Regions from separate parts of the Drosophila melanogaster genome. Here region 1 is linked to region 2. The links are chromatin contacts, called in public Hi-C maps. All regions are on one chromosome and are shown on one strand. The core of a region is the stretch at or near the end of the contact, and the rest is flanking DNA. Distances in the headings are between cores, read along the strand shown.

Evidence for each region. A called contact is a pair of places that touch in the nucleus more often than the background predicts.
Region 1: a Hi-C map of the Kc167 cell line shows a contact between it and region 2, with 4 times the contacts expected there. A contact is called at or near these places in 1 of 107 Hi-C or Micro-C datasets (the Kc167 cell line) and 1 of 7 datasets of targeted methods (the Kc167 cell line).

What each region holds. Positions count from the first base shown.
Region 1 is chr2L:18,567,461-18,570,160 of dm6, reverse strand. The region is part of intron 2 of Pde11 (Phosphodiesterase 11); the gene reads left to right. Among named protein-coding and RNA genes, the nearest start is that of Pde11, 22 kb to the left of the region's middle.
Region 2 is chr2L:17,382,584-17,385,473 of dm6, reverse strand. Lrch (Leucine-rich-repeats and calponin homology domain protein) reads left to right here and starts at 1,359. Exons shown (of 7, transcript NM_165212.2): 1 at 1,359-2,004. The coding sequence starts at 1,692. It overlaps CLIP-190 (Cytoplasmic linker protein 190), which reads right to left and starts at 774. Exons shown (of 17, transcript NM_165213.5): 1 at 635-774; 2 at 1-30.

The sequences.
Region 1 (2,700 bases), core at 6-2,505, 1.2 Mb before region 2:
CACACATATGTACATAGGTGTGTAATTAACTCAGGTGGGAGAGGAGATCCCTCTGCTGCTACGGCGATGATGATGATAATAATGATTACAACAATGATTATATGAGTATTGTTATGAACGTGTGTGGGCTTTTTTTTTTGGAGCGGTGAGAACGGGCATTTGTCTAGCTGTCAGAAAATTGGAGCAGCTCCATCGACCACGTGAATCAGATAAGCGCCAGTACTCGTTACCATTTTGGGGCCTGCCAGTTTGTTGATCAAATTTTCAGGAAATGACCAGATAATATTTAAATTGCGGAAAATATATCTAAAAACCAGGGAAAATCCTAAAATATATGTAGGTAAACAGATAAATATTTGTTTTAGCATGCGAAGGACTATTACCACCTAAATAATGAATACATTTTGGCTTCATAATCCGACAGAAAATAAATGATTTAATTTAATATGCAAAAATTGGCAAACCGGTTTGACATTCATAAGTTAGAACCACTGATTTGAAGATTTTAATAATAAATAAAACTAATAAAGCAAGTCGTACGACACTGGCCATGATTATCATGTTTAGCAGATATATTATATTAAGACAAAAGAGAAATTAAGATATTCATTTGATTTACTCAAATCTATTTTATCGTTATCGTTGGAAATGCACTTAGACCGAACATTCCTCAAATGTACTCATGTGACTCACTCACTTATCAGCGACTAATTAAACTTAGCATATTCATCAGCTGGCACGGCCATTTCTCACTAAAGAAATTCATATTCCCCCGCATATGCCAGCCGACTCAATTGTCAGGTGTGTGCTTGCTGGCCAGATTATAAAATCACTCCCCCTTCTTTGTGGCTAATGCATCGGAACTCCATCGGCACGTGTGTTCCTCAAGCGGCCAGCCAGCCCAGAAGTGACCAGAAATAACTCGATATTAAATCAAAGACGTCAGAGATTTGCGTCACCTGAATGCACGTCACTGAGCTGAAGTGTGGAAAGATTTTGGCTTTTTGCGAGAAATTGTTAATTAACTGGTTCGGCTTTGAGGCCTGAGATGGCTGAGATGTCGCCAAGTGAATCACTGCAATTTCCCAGCAGCTGGCAACAATGGGAGTTCCACTTTTCGGGATACAATACCATAAAATCTTTTGAGAAATGTGTTGAAAATGTGATGGCTGCGAATGAAATTGACTCGCTTAATCAGCATGCTAATGTTAATTCGAAATACGCGTGGCTTTTAGCAAAGTGACGGACCCGGCTTCTGATATCAACGCTTTTATCAGCGCGAACAAATCCGCTCGAATATCAAATATGTGCCAAGTACACGGTATATTATATACTTCACTTTGTGGTATGTGCTATGTGGCATTATCTTATCTCTGCACAACGTGCATGTCAGCATTTAAACGACGCATTAGCCACCAGCCATAAGCCAACTCCATGCACTTTGCTCTATCGAGTTATCAAGTCCCCAAAGATACGAAAGTTTGGGACGAAAAGAAAAGTGTTTGGCATGCCGCACAGCCGCACTGAAAAGGCAAACAAACACTCACGGATACTTTTAAGTTTGAGGTTGTTTTGTATGCCAAACAATTACCCCAACTTAAGCAAAAGAAAAGCACACGATTTTCGGGCTATGAAAACCACACAGCTACATAAGTTTGGCGTTGGTTTTATGATGCCATGAAGAAACAAGTTTCATAATGTTTTAGCCCAACTGGGTTTAGAGCTGAACATTGTTATTATTTACCAATTTAAATAGGAAGTAAAAATTTAATTTAAAATGCTTAAGACCACCAGGTGTGCACAAAGTAGTCTAAGATCTTATATGCCTCACACCTTTTATGTAGGGGCTTATAAAGTTAGCAGAAATGTAAAGTCATTTTTCAAATAAGGAGCTCAGCTTCTGACAAGCTGTATTAAAAGGCAGATTTGTGATTAAGATCGCATTTAACCGGCTTAGATACAGTTTATACTTTATGGCCTGCCATACACAACTTTCAGCTATGGTTATGGCCCTACAGCCTTTTAGAGTGTGTACACAAAAAACGAATGACAAACGAAATATATTAAGATTGCAAAGCATCATCTTAGTTGGCGGCAGCGCAGAAATATTAAAAATGCCAAACAGGTCGCAACTTTTTCTTATGTACTTTTTGGCTGATTGATTTGTTGCCTGTCGTTTGGGCCGCTCCACTCACAGCTCCATGATGGCCATGGTGTGGGTGTTGGCCACATAGTGATGAACGAACGCCCCACAGATCTCACCTAGATTCGCTGCGCTCTCCTTTTTTATTTCCCCCGTTTCTTTCTTTTTCGTTTTGGCCAGGCCAATTTGAGGCCTCTGTTTGCCAAGTTGCTCCGCTCGTGTTTTATTGTTTACCGGGCTCTCTAGCTGCCTGTTGTTTACCCATCGTCAGCTGCTGTTTGATTTGCAACAATAATTTTTGTTTACGGTTTATAGGGCCGCAGCGAAGGTGGATTGTTATTATTTAGATGATTACGCATTTTATAGTCACAAAACGGTCAACGTTTTCGTGATATGCGTTTCGTATTAATTATGAATTATTATTCCTTGGGCACTTCTTTTTTTCGTTTTTTTTTTTTTTCATTTTTGGTAATTTTTGTGGTTTTTTGAGAGGGCAAGTTGCGAAATTGATTGGGCAAGTGCTGAAGTAGTCCAATGACAATTACGAGGGCATTTTT
Region 2 (2,890 bases), core at 110-2,609:
CGCTTAATTTGCTTTTATTTTATATTTTTGCTACAAAAATAAATGGATTTTTTTTATTTTTAGCTAGGTTTTGAACCACTGTTCCACTTTTGTTGTTGCTTTATTTTGGCGCGCAGGCAGCTATCTCACTCGCACTTAGGCGGCTGCTTTAAAACAGCTGACTGAGAGCAGATTTCTTTTCTTCTTTTTTTCGTTGAGCTTGAAAAACAAACAAGACCGCTTTTTGTTGTTGCTCTCGTTGGCCAGAACTTCGTTATATTTTCAAAAAATGCGGAACACAAATATGTATTGAATTAATTTTATGCGACTAACAAAATCACTCAAGGGTATTCTATTTATATAAATTCGTAACTTTTTATTTATAATTTTGTGTTGGGCTGCTTGCGCTGATATTCATCAGACTTAAACAAGATTAAATTGAATCAAATTGCTTATCAATTTGTGCATTTCACACACACACACACGCACGCTGTAGCTCTGTTCTATATTTTATTGTTGCTGCTGATTTGACACAGTTATAGAAGAGGGAACCATTAGAAGAGGGTGGGAAAAGGGACGCGAAAACGCACTCTTATTGGTGTGTGTTTACCGCACACACACACAGTACTTAAATAAACTGGAGTGCTTTACATACTGTGCTGTGCGAATACGATTTAGAAATATACGCGATTGGGATTTTACAATTTTACACAAATTTTAGATTTTTTTTGCACTTAGTTGGCGTTGCGTTGGAATTTTGTTGTTGCACTGAGTTAGCGATGGTAGCACAGCTCCAGTGCAGCGCGCCAATCGATAGTTGCGGCTATATTTTCCCGAGGTATTTTTAGAGTAATGCGGTCATACAAAAACACCCTGTAGGAAATTGGCGAATATTTATTCGTGAATATAAATATGTAAAATATGAAATTATGTCACCAATAATGGAAGCGTCGCTGAGCTTATTCAGATTTGTGATCTGAGCCCACACAACTGACAAATTAACGAATTTATAATTTAGTCTAACATGGTTTTTTAATATTCAACCAGTTTATTGCCGGGTTCCAATACCAGGTTACCTGGTCATTTGTTCATTTTTTCTTTAAGTAGTTATATGAAATGTTTCGGTGTAATAACGACTCAGTAATCTAATAATGCCCTAAATTTGAAGGGGCAAATGCTAAACGGTAGATCATTCTGAATAAACAAACATTACATTACATTATAAAATGTAAGATTGTTGACATTTCGAATTGCGATAAAAATGGAGCCAGTGTATCATCGGCGCACTGTGGTATTTTATCGATAGTACTCAAAGGCACGCCGATTTTAAACTAACAGCAACGTTTCCAGCGCTGCCCAAGTAGCATCCCATAAACCGATTCAGTTGTTTTTCGATTTTCGTTGTGCACTGTCGCTCGTCTGCTGCGTGAGCTTGTGCGTGTGTGAGTGCGCGTGTGTGCGAGGAGGCAAAGAAGAGGAAGCAAGAAGGAAGCCGCAAAAGGAAAATCCAATTCCGAGAAATCTTATCAATGAGCCAAGAAGACGTACACTAAATGAAAAATAATCGAGATGCGTGCGTTTCAATAGAGCAAATTTAGTTTCCAGTTTCGGTTTCTTTCGGCACTTCACTCCGTTTCCTTATCGGTGTGATAGTTTAGCGCGTGCGTGTGTGTGTGCAAGTGTGTGGAAGTGTCGCCACGCCTACACGGGAAATGGCAGCAACGGTTTACCAACGCCTACATAGCGTCGCAGTCGGCGTCGGCAGCGCCGCTGGCAGCGCCATCGGCAGCGGGTCGGCTTCCCTTCCAGGATCTGGAACAGGATCGGGATCTGGAATAGGCCACGCTGGAAACACCTCCTCCTCCACCTCGTCTGCCCTGCTTAGTCATTCCCAGCTGACGCGCTCCCTGGAAAGAATCCTGGAAGAAGCGCACTTCAGCGGCGAACTGATCCTGACCAATCGCAAGCTGAAGGACTTTCCCAGGACTGGAACGAAGTACTCACTTACCGACACTGTCATCGCAGGTGCGTACCGCTATTGTATAGTGTATATTCGTAAGGGAGAACAAAGAAAAGGTGTTCTTCAAGCCGGTTTCGTAGCTCCGGAAAAAATTGGGTTTTCATTACTTCCTAAGTAAAGTTTAAACTGTTCTTAATAATACTTAATGTACGAAGTTAATAACATTTTATTGGAAAAAGCATACATTTTTATATTACAAAGTTAAATGGTATTAAAGTTGATTAGAAAATTGTTAGTTATAAAGTTTTCTTTTGACGTCAGAAAAAGTAAAAGTAGAGTTTACATATGTACAAGTACTGATAAAGCAATTAAATTAGTTGCTTATCGAAAATGTTTGGCGTATGTGTATACCTTTAGGGTGCGGCATTTAAGCAAAGGAGGTTTGTTGCCGGTGAGCTAACGAAGTTTTTCCATCTCCATTGCAGTGGCGAATTTTCCTTTTGTTGCTTGAAAATCAATAATTTGCAGCAGCCGTCGGAGGTTCATCCTTTTCCTCCTTTTCTGTCCTCCCATCAGCTGCTCTTTCTCTCTGCGGCTCTCCCATTCTCTCCCTTTTCGGACTGCGCTCAAGGACAATAATTACCGCCGTTATTCGCTCTTCGCCACTTTGCACTATTCGTGTTATCCTTATTTATTTTTATTTTCGCCGCAGCCGGCACGAAAATTTTGTCGAAGTTCAACCAACTTTCGTTTTTGTTAGGACCAAAAAATATGCACCAGCGGAGAAATAGTAAATGGGAAATACCCACCCAGAAAATTCACCGCCCTCTCGCAGGACCCCGCCCCCTCTCACAGCTGCTGCTACCCTCGAACAGATGTTCTCACAACGGGACATGTCTCTCATCGATTTTCACTTGTGTTTGTTGTATACACATACAGTAAACGCTCTGA